2 separate regions of the Rattus norvegicus genome follow, and region 2 is linked to region 1. Evidence: chromatin contacts called from public Hi-C data. All regions are on one chromosome and are shown on one strand. Each heading gives the region's core, a stretch centred on a gene start, on an enhancer-like site or on the middle of the called end of the contact. The rest is flanking DNA. Distances are from core to core; before and after follow the strand shown. Region 1 overlaps Dytn (dystrotelin). Region 2 holds the start of Mettl21a (methyltransferase 21A, HSPA lysine).

The links. A called contact is a pair of places that touch in the nucleus more often than the background predicts.
Region 2: a Hi-C map of the A7r5 cell line shows a contact between it and region 1, with 8 times the contacts expected there. The contact joins the promoter of Mettl21a here to the enhancer-like site in region 1. A contact is called at or near these places in 5 of 12 Hi-C or Micro-C datasets (the A7r5 cell line, the Rat2 cell line, Schwann cells and 2 more).

Annotation. Positions count from the first base shown.
Region 1 is chr9:72,565,357-72,570,761 of GRCr8, reverse strand. It overlaps Dytn (dystrotelin), which reads left to right. Exons shown (of 15, transcript XM_003750707.4): 8 at 1,260-1,371; 9 at 3,382-3,530. Among named protein-coding and RNA genes, the nearest start is that of Dytn, 24 kb to the left of the region's middle. Within about 2 kb of position 2,706, at least 1 of the 93 cell types and tissues checked has an H3K27ac peak or open chromatin away from gene starts, as enhancers often do. A contact at or near this core is called in the A7r5 cell line, where this site is marked.
Region 2 is chr9:73,479,039-73,484,443 of GRCr8, reverse strand. It overlaps Mettl21a (methyltransferase 21A, HSPA lysine), which reads left to right and starts at 3,105. Exons shown (of 4, transcript NM_001399451.1): 1 at 3,105-3,562; 2 at 4,306-4,473. The coding sequence starts at 4,327.

The DNA of each region.
Region 1 (5,405 bases), core at 1,457-3,956:
GGTATAAAACAGATGTCTTTTGTTCCAAATAAACCTTTTAAACACTTTGGAACTACCCCCCAAGAATGGTTTATTAAGTGTGAAGGAAACACTAGGCTAAGTGGTTCACAGGGATCATGTATCTTAAAATGTGGTACAAGCTTTACAAAAGACTGCACTATCATCTCCGGCTTCCAGAAACACTAAATTACCCAGTTAGCAGGTAGAGGAGACTAGTGGCCAGCTTCCCCGCTTTGCCACAATGAGGGATTCAAAGAAGGCATCAATTTAGATTCAGCCATCAATTCAGATCTGTTGAGTCATGAGCAGATGGATGAGACTTCTGAACCCCTCCTTGGCTTTAACAGTCACAGTTAAAGCCCCTTCCTAGAGGTGTGTTGGTGCACACCTTCAATGCCAGCACTTGGGAGGGAGAGGGAAACTCTGGATGCCAGCACCTCACACAGTAAGCTTCAAGAAAAACAGGGCTATACAGAGAGACTCTGTCTCAAACAAACAAACAAACAAACAAGTAAGAAAACGAGATATCATGGCTGTGTGGTGGTGGCTCATGCCTCTAATCTAAGCACTAGGGGGACAGGTACAGACCAGCCTGATCTACAGCCTGAGTTCTAAGACAGCCAGGACACACAGAGAAGCAGTGTGTGGAAAAACAGGAAAAAGAAAGAAGGAGAGAGAGGGGGAGGGAGGGGGGAGGAAGAGGGAGAGAGGGAGAGGGAGGAGAGGGAGAAGGAGAGGGAGAGAGGGAAGGAGGAAGGGAGGGAGGGGGAAGACAAAGCAGAAAGATCAAATGTTGTCCCTACTATAGGAATTAAGTTCTAGAGAGATGGGTTATCATTTATGCTCTGTAAAAAATAAGTTGTGTACGACTGAGATGAGATGGTAGAATACACTTTGCTAAAATTATCAACAAACCGTTGTATTATCCACTCAGCTGTCTTTCTGTGTCTCTGAAGATGATTTCAGAACATGAAGGAACACACACAAGGGTAGTTAGCATACTGTCCAGACAATTCACTGTAGCTGTCTACCATGCCGGATGGCTCATCCAATAATCTTGATTAAAGACCCTTATCTTTTCTACCTGGTACCCTCTGTTGCCTTCCCATTTAGTGTGTTAACAAATTTTCAAAGTTACATAAAAATTTTGTAAGGCTAAGAAGGCACTCCCCATATGTTTGGGGGTACTCGTTCTCTACTTGAATATCAGCTGTTTGCTCTCCTAGTGATGTAAGCTGTGCTTCCATTTCCATTGGCAGATACCGTTGTCTAAAGTGCCTCGACTTTGACATCTGCGAGCTGTGTTTCTTATCTGGTCTCCACAAAAAATCTCACCAGAAGTCACACACTGTGATGGAGGACTGTGTCCAGGTAACATCTAAGGCAGTGTGGAAAAAAATTTCACTGCCCCCATCCTTACAAGACATTTCATTTTAAAACCTTTCCCTCTGAGCTGAAGGGGATTGCAACCCCATAGGAAGAACAACAATATCAACTAACCGGACCCCTCAGAGCTCCCAGGGACTAAACCACCAACCAGAGTACACATGGATGGGCCTTGGCTCCAGCTGCATATACAGCAGAGGATAGCGTTGTCAGACATCAGTGGGAGGGGAGGCCCTTGGTCCTGTGGAGACTTGATGCCCCAGTTTAGGGAGATGCTGGAGCGGTGAGGCAGGAGTGGGTGGGTAGGGGAGCACCCTCTTAGAGGCAAAGACAATGGAGGGAGGGATGGGGTTTGCAAATGGGTGACTGGGAAGGGAAACAACATTTGAAATGTAAATAAATAAAATAACCAATTAAAAACAAACTTTCCTTCTGTCAGTTAACCCTTAAGACTGTAAAGGGCCAGCTCAACTGCCAACTTTTCTCAGTGTAACAAGGCTCTTGTGTGACCGAGGAGTAGTAGGTACTGTAGTAGAAAGTCATAATGACGTCCGTTGTTTTCTATGATTGACACGTGCCGTGAGATTAAACATAAATGTGCTTTTTTACATCTCAGCTTTTATAAATGCTTTGGGGAACAAGAAAAGGCTTAATGGGCTACAGTGTACCATTGATCTCAAGCGATAGGAAACATCTGTCAAAGTTAGTAGAATCAGGCGTTAGCAACTGGGATGGATAAGGAAGAATAAGGGTGTTGATTTGGTGGAAACAACACAGTAAAGTGTCTAGCTGTGGTTCTCCTTCAGAAAGGTTTTAATATGACTTTCCCTGGGTCCGAAATTTAAAGTACATTTTCCTTTCCCTTTGGGATAAAAAGAAGAAAAAAAAACCTAAGTAAAACTTTATAACTCTTGATACTTTCAAAGAAAATCATTAGTGACCAACAAATGCACTTAATTCTAAGAAGAAAGAAAAATATAATGCGAACACAATTTGCTGTTCTTATGGGGGTGGGTGGCAGTTGGGGTGCCTAAGGAGGGAGAAAACATTGTCTTTTTAACCACTGATTTCCGGCGAATCTGTACAACGAAGTTTCTCTCAAAGGTCATTGCAGTGACGGCTGAGGTCGGAGTGCCTTCACCAAAGGCAGCTTTCCGGTTCTTTCTGATTCTCTCTTCAAGATCAAGGGCCACTCAGGAAGCGCACGCGCCTGAAGTTTTCCAAATACTCCCCCCCCCCCCCCCCCCCCGGAGCGCAGCCTTGCTCAACTGCTCCCTGGAAGCCTGCGATTTGATGGTGTTATAGTGACATCGTGTGGTCATCGTGTTAATAGACATTAACTCTCAAGAGCTGGAGACTGCAAATAGAATATTTTTGTATCTTTTCCCTGAAGTTGCTTAGGTGGGCGAGATGGGTGGGTTTCGGGATATCCACTATCTACTGAAATTGTATACAGTAGCAAACCGGGAAGGGCGTTCCGCCCTTGTTCTTAAAGGAACCCACATCTCCAAATGTTAGCGACCATAAACTCAGTCTGATGTGGTCCCTTCTTACAGAATCCCCAGTCTCTTTAAGCAGCAGTTACTTATTGAAGCAGGTGGGGGTTCAGCATGGAGACCTGTGCTAGACGCAGGTTTATGCATGAAGGATATGAAGAAATTCAAGGAGCAAGGAAGATTATTTCTCCCAATCACCAACAACAGAAGCAATAGTTACCAACGCTTTCATCATGCACCATGTCGCCACCAATGCATAAGGAAAGGATCTGAGGCCCTTTCAATTTTTTACTGGCTTGATTTTTATGTCTTTTATTCATTTGCATGCAGATGTGCGTGTGTGCCAGCAGCCAACACGTGGAAGTCAGAGGACAATTTGTGGGCATCAGTTTTTTCTTTGCATCATATGGATAGAGGGTCAAACTTGGGTGGTTAGGTTACCCACTGAGCCATCTTGTCTACCCCTCAGGGCCCCTTTCAATATTGTTCATTTCCACAGATGTCAGCAACAGAGAATACAAAACTCCTCTTCAGGAGCCTCAGGAACAACCTGCCCCTGAGACACCACAGGGCAGGAGCTGTGGGGAGGCAGTGGCTGCTGGACCAGCTGGCTTCAGGGGACTCAGGTAGTAGCCACGGGCAGGCCAGGTGCGTGGTGTGGGTGCTGCTGCCACAGCCAGCATTGATTATAGCCACAGGTTTTTATTTTTATTACCATGTATTAATTATAAATAATAATGGGTTTATTAAAGCATTTTCATACGTTCATATATTTCCATCACTATTCACCGTATTACCTTCTCTGGTCCCGTATTGCTCCTGCTACCCCTTTCCTTTTCCACAGTCCTGTTTCTACTTTCCTGGCTCGTGTCTTTTTCTTTCTCACCCTCTAGCAACCTTTAACCGAATATAGATCTTCAGGGAGGCATGGGGTCTCGAGAATCTCTCTTCCTCTGGCGATGAAATGTTGGTGGGGCCAATTTTAAATAGGTCTCCTGTGCGGGTAGTCATGGGTACCAGAGTTCGAGTGCAGACTGTCGACCTGGAAGATGGTGGTCTACCCCTCCATCCCCTTCTCTTGCTCTGACATCCTTTCTCCTTCTGGGATTTTCTCTGGGTCTTGGAGGAGGAGAGACACAGTCTGAGAACTCAACAGCTGCTAATTCTCAGTGCTTGGAGTATTCATGAGGCCCGGCAGCAGATTTCATGCTAAAGCCCCTGTGGAGGGCACGGATTGGAATAGAGTAGAGATTAAATTACTTTCTATAGCCTTTACGCGGAGAACTAAGAGGCAACAGCGCCACGTAGTGGCCACTGAAGTAGTTGCTCCTGCAAGCAAAGGCATCAGGGCCTTAGAAGATTCTGTTTGAGTAACTGCCTTGTGAGAGAGCGCTTCACACTTCAGTGTGGGTAAAACCAGACTTACGCTGTAGATGAGATTTCCCATTCTTCCATTCTCCTACACTAAGTGGTAAAGGCGTCCCCAGTCATTTTCCTCCAAGTAATCATTACATTTGGTTCTGTCGTCTTGCTTTGCCTTTTGAGTCTCTACTCTGGAATGTATCCAAAGCTGGCCTTGAATTCACTGCGTGGCCCATGCTGGCTTCTTAACTAGCCACCCATTTTCTTTCACGTATTCCGTGCTGAAATTACAGATGTATTCCTACCACTCCTGATGCAAACTATAAATTTTGTGTGTGTGTATATGTATGTATATATATATATATATATATATATATATATATATATATATATATATATCATATGTGTGCAGATGCCCATGTGCTTTGGGGCACATCCACATGTCAATATGGAGGAAGTGAAAAACTTCAAAGTGTTATTCTCTATACATTGTCCACATTTTTTTCCTTAAAAAAAAAAAAGGTTGTACCTATTTATTTGTATGTGTTTGGGTGTTTTGTCTGCATATATTTCTGTGTGTCACATTCATGTCTGGTGCTCATGAAGTCTAGAAGAGGACATTGGATCCTGTGGAACTGGAGTTGCAGATGCTTTTGAGCTGCCAGGGTTCTGAGACTTGAACCCAGGTGCTCTGGAAGAACCCAGTGCTCTTAACCATTTAGCCATTTCTCCAGTGCCCCCTCCCCTAGTTTGAGATAGTTATCTCTCAACTGGCCTGAAACTTGCCAAGTAAAGTATTGGCTATTCAGCAAGCCGCAGCTCTGTCTCTCTCAGTGCCAGGATGAAGGTACGTGCCACCTCACTGAGCTATTTAAATGAAGGGTTTGGGATTGACACTGAGATCCTAGTGTTTGCAAGGGAGCAGTCTACCTACTGAACTTTTCCCCAACCCTACAAGTCATCATTTTGATAGCCTGCTCTCATCCTTCTCGGGATAGCCTGCTCTCATCCTTCTCGGGATAGCCTGCTCTCATCCTTCTGGGGATAGCCTGCTCTCATCCTTCTCGGGATAGCCTGCTCTCATCCTTCTCGGGATAGCCTGCTCTCATCCTTCTCAGGAGCATCATTGCTTGTCAGCGAGTGCATGTACACTTAGAATCA
Region 2 (5,405 bases), core at 1,856-4,355, 910 kb before region 1:
AAGGACAGAAGTGCCCTTCTCTGCAATTCTTGAAGTTGCTACATGATGGCAGTAGGTAATTTTTGTTTTGTTGATAAAAATAAAAAGGTGTTACAGGGTAGGGCTGGGGGCAGGGATGGTTCAGTGGGTGAACCACTTGCCAAGTAAGAGTTGGGATCCCTGGGACCATTAAAGCCATGCAGCTATAACCTCAGTGTTCCTATAGTGAGCTAGGAGAAGGCAGGAGGACTTCCAAAGCTTGCAGGCCAGCTGACCCTGCATAGGCAGCTGTGGACAACAATGACATCCTGTCCCAAAGGAGGGCTACACCCAAGGTTTTCCTCTGAATTCTAGAGGTGGCATGGCACACATGCAGCTGTACACACACATACCCCACCCTCTCCTCCCCCGCCCCCCACATGCACACGCGCTCGCACACACGGGGGCGAGCAGCAAGTGAGCAGCCGGGAGGGAACTTCCCACTTATCTATATTTAATAATCGTGTCTTTGAACAAGCTGACAGTAGACTAACAAAAGAAAAGGCATTTTTATTCTATGCACGGGTGAACCAGAGGAAAGGAAAATGAATACCCCTAAGTCTTATGAGACCTGGAAACTTAAGAGAGGATCCTGGACTACGGAGAGTAACAGGAGCACAGGCCTCGTTGAGGGAGGAAGTGTTGAGGGCAAGCTGTGAGAGGGAGGAGGGAAAGCCTCTGGTAACCTCAGTAGAAAATACCATTCCCAGACTTTCCACTTTAATGAGGCATTCCCTGAACTCCTTCACTGTCAGATAACCACCTCTGGCCCGTTTGTATGTAGCCTACCCAGAGTGTGCAGGAAGACAGCCAGCCATCACTCTGTGAAAGTGCACAAGGAGGCTACATGTCTGGAGGGGGCACCAAGCTTGTTTCCTATCTGTTTTGTAATATCCAGGAAAGGACCACAGAAAGGAGCCTCTTTCTAGAAGGAAAAAGCATAATCATTATATTTAAATATACTTTAGAATCCTCCTCAGACAATTCGAAAAGTAGACCCTTCTGCATATCCTCAGCAAGACTGAAAGGAAGGCCAGGTAGGCTCACACATATAGTCTCACTCAGCAAGCTGAGGTAGGAGGATTGTCATGAATTCAAGACAAGGCCAGGCTATAGAGGGAGAACCTGCCTGAAAGAGAACTGAACAACCAAAATCAAAGGAAGCTGCTCACAAAACGTCCTCTCAGTCCTTAGAGCTCCACCGTGGTTAAGGAGCTGAGTCCTCATAGCTGACACTGACACTTGGGAGTCAAGAGGATAAGGAAGATCTTACAAGCTTTGAGGGTCTCCAAATATACCTTGCTAAGCAGCACAACACCTACACTAAAACATGTACCTCATTTAAACTTTTCTAATAATTTCTAATTTTGTATGACTTTTGAGTATACATATGTATGTGCACTGCTTGGTGCATACAGAGACCAGAAGAGGATATTGGGTCCCTGGAACTTAAGATGGAGTCTTGGATGTTGGCGAGGCATTATGTGGGTGCTGAACGTGCAACAGATGCTCTCCACCACCAAGCCGTCTCTCCAGCTCCTCTCCCTCGCATCGAAAGACTCTCAACTTGTTAGCACCCCTGTACGAGCGCCACCTAAGTAATGCTGCCACACGCCCGGTTCCCCATGATTACAAAGGTTTCTTTTCTCAATCCCTTTCAGTTGTGAAGCTCCAATTGGAGACCTGGTGCTAAAGAGCTCCTGAATGATGAGACACAAGTCTTCACTAGACTTGATGACACACACAACCTTTAATCTCAGCACTTGGGAGTCAGAGGCAGGTGGATCTGAGTTCGAAGTCGATGTAGTGAGTTCCAGGACAGCCAAGGCTGTGTAAAGAAGAGAGACCCTGTTTTAAAACAAAACAAAACAAAGTCCTGGAGTAGTGAGAAAGGAGCAACTGCACGGTTGTGAGAGGCTTTCACGCATGCTCTGATCGTCAGAGCGATTTGTACAGTTGAGTATGAACTAAGGATATGAGAATCCCTGAAAAGGGGCACTAAAGACAGGCACGTAGCAGGCTGAGCGCTTAAATATGTATTCTCACAAATGCTCATCCACCTCCCCACCCCAAGGATTAAATAAGTTTTTTTCTCACGTATTTAGAGGCTCACCAGTGGCTTCTGTTTGCATTCTCTTTAATGTCTACACTGCTATAGACGTTGATTTTCCTAAATGTACGTGTGCCTTTGCTGAGCAAGTCACTAATAATTACAACACTGGGAGCAAAAAGAATACTGTAAGTAATTGTAATATTGCAAATACTCTTGTTGGCAGTGTGCTGGAGAGCTTCGGGAAGTTTTAAATGTATGTAATCCTCTCCTGTGTGTGTATACATTTTCAGTGGAAAACTGGAGAGTAGGAAGACAGAATGGCTAGCTAGATCCCAGGAATCTGGGGAAGTCAACCCATTTAAATTTTTGAACGTTTTTCTGGCCTCAAAGCCTGCACTTTCTTGTGCCTAGTGTAGCCCCCCCCCCCCCAAAAAAAATGAGGCAGAAAATACACGGAAGAAAGGTATTTCTTCTTCTAGTAACTACATATCAATGGGCTGTGACCTTTTCACTTGTGCGTATTTACTGATGAAATCGGATTAACTCTACTGGTGCAAAAAAAGTGAGATTTTATAGGAAAAGGAAAAGAGGAAGCTGAGAGGCCGTGACAGCACAGATCCATGGAGCAAGTAAGGAGAAAACTTACTAAGGGAAAAATGGAGAGGAAGAAAAGACCCAAACACAAAACTCAGTAACTTGAGGAAGGGACTCTTACTGGTCTTCAGTTTACTGCAGGTCACCTGTCCCCAGTCTCCCGCAGCTGTGCTGGAATGCAGAGGACAGGCGCGCCCCCTGCCGGCTGGGAGAGGCGTGGGACCCGGGGGTCCATGGCCCGACACGCGGAGATCCTCGGGTGGCCAGGTCCGGGGGCGGGGGTTTGCAGCCAGGGCTGAAGGGCAGGGTTTAGAAAGGGGTTGGGGATTTAGCTCAGTGGTAGAGTGCTTGCCTAGCAAGCGCAAGGCCCTGGGTTCAGTCCTCAGCTCCGGGAAAAAAAAAAAAAAAAAAAAAAAAAGAAAGGTGGCCGCTTCCGCCGGCTGGGTGTGGGCGTGGAGCGACGCGAGCGCCGGAGTCGGCTGCACGTGGTTCGGTTCAAAACCCGGCCTGGGCGCCGCACGTCTACTCCCCACCCGCGCCTTGGTTAGAGATGCTCAGTGGTGATTTTCCCACTTCATGGCCACCGAACGCGGTGACTCCGCTTAGTACTCTACTTTGCTCCGCATCCGTGGGAGCCAACGTTGCCGGCTAACCGCAAGATCGAACCAAGAGCTCAGCCGGTGCAAGGCGGTGGCGTTTCTCCCTCGCAAGGCACCCACAACTCTGCGCACTCGCCCTCCCTGGCGCCCTACAGCTGTGGGGCCCTACGTAGACAGGAACCACCTGGCGTGGGTTAGGGGGAAGCAGCGCTTCTGGAAAAGCGGACCGGAAACCCGCGTCTCCCTTCCCGGACCAGCTTCCGCCTGCCTTCTGCCAATCTGGCCTTTAAGCGACGAGGTAAGGTTAGTGCGCTTGCGCGGCGCGCGTAACCTCTCGGAACCGTGAGCATCCATATTGGTGGCGCCGCTGGCTGGCCTGCGGGCTGTGTCGGCTCCGAGCGTCCACCCGAGGGTCCCCAAGGAGTCCCTGCGGAGTCCTGCTTCCACCTGCTCCGGGTTCTCGGGACTCTTTCGTGGGCATCAGGAAAGCACGCACCGAGGTGGCGTGCGGGACGGGGAGTCCCGCAACTGTGCTTTTTGTCCCGCGCGTTGTTGACCAGTATCGTCGACTCCGGTTCCCAAAATGACTCCACTCTGCCATAGGGAGCCATCTAGGGTTAAAAGGCAGGGCGAACCGTTAAGAGTTAGCCGAAGTATACATTTGACTCCTTTGTCCTAGCCGCACGTGGAGATGTAGGTTGGAGGACCAAACAAACAAAATAAAAAAATGTGGGAGCCGAGTCCGGACAGATCAGGTTCCCGGGGCCGTCACTGTCACTTTGTGTGCCTTTATGAGGCTCCTAACGGGTGCCTCAGGAGTTGGAGATGTCTAGGTGTTTCCCTCTCAGTTATTAATTAACACCAACTCAGAGCTAGTTTCACTTCCCATAGGACTCAGAGGAAAAGCTATTGAAGACATCGGACGCACCTCAACCTGTTTCTTACTTTGAACTTGCAATAGCTTCAGCAGCTTTTCAAGTTACTTAAGAGGCAGCCCAACTTCTGACTCGGGTGTCACTCAGGATTCTTTTTGCACGACAGGTCTCAGCAGAGTTAGAAGAAATGGCCCTGGTACCGTATGAGGAGAGCATGTCAATAGGGCTCCAGAAACTCCATAAGCCTCTTGCCACCTTCTCGTTTGCAAACCACACCATCCAGATCCGTCAGGACTGGGGGCGACTGGGAGTGGCTGCAGTGGTTTGGGATGCGGTAAGTCAGCACCACAGGGCCTTTGAAAACAAGACTGTATTCTAAAAAGAAAATCGATGGCTTTCTTGAGACATGATTCATATCTACTCTCCACCCATGTAAAGTCTGCAGAAACATTGGGTCGTTCAGCACATTCATGGTAGTTCATCCATTACGTCATTTACGTTATGACACTATGGCCCCTGCATGTCCTTGCCCACCAGTCGTCCCCTTTGCCCCCTTACAAACACTGCACTTTGCAGAGCTGAGGGAAGTGCGATGATCAGTAGTTAGATGCCCAATGAGGACCGGAAGACTGAAAAGAAAGCAGGGGCCTGATTGCACTGGGCACTCATTAGGATACCACGCACAGAATGTGTAGACAGCCCAAAACTGACGTCCCGTTTTCAGTTTTTCAGGATTTGAAAGGATGATTGCTTTTCTGCTTCTGATGAGGTCTGTCTTCAGCTGTTGAGTAATTGGCATAGACCTCAGTTATACTCCTAGGATATAGCTGTGGGGGGAGGGGCGTGAAATGATGAGATTGTAAGCAAATGCTCATTCATCGTGTGAATTCCAAAACTTTTGGTGAAAACCTACCTTCTGATGCCCAGGGACCGTGTGGGACAGCGACTCGCAGCTGTGAGCATTTTGATGCTTCTTTGTAGCATGCCTTAAGAACTTGAAAAAAATCCAAGATTTACGTTATTTCTTCCAGAATAGTTTTGTAAGCTTCATGGAAATGTGCTGTGATACAGTAGGAAATGAAGTTTCTTAGATGAAGCTGGCCCCTGGCTAGCTTGTCCTGTCCATTAGGGGCTTGGGGGCACACTCTGCCTATGTTTGCTCTGGTTTGTTACCTTGTAGCAGCAGCAGCAGCAGCAGCAGCAGCAGCAGCAGCAGCAGCAGCAGCAGCAGCAGCAGCAGCAGCAGCAGCAGCAGCTAAGTTCCTG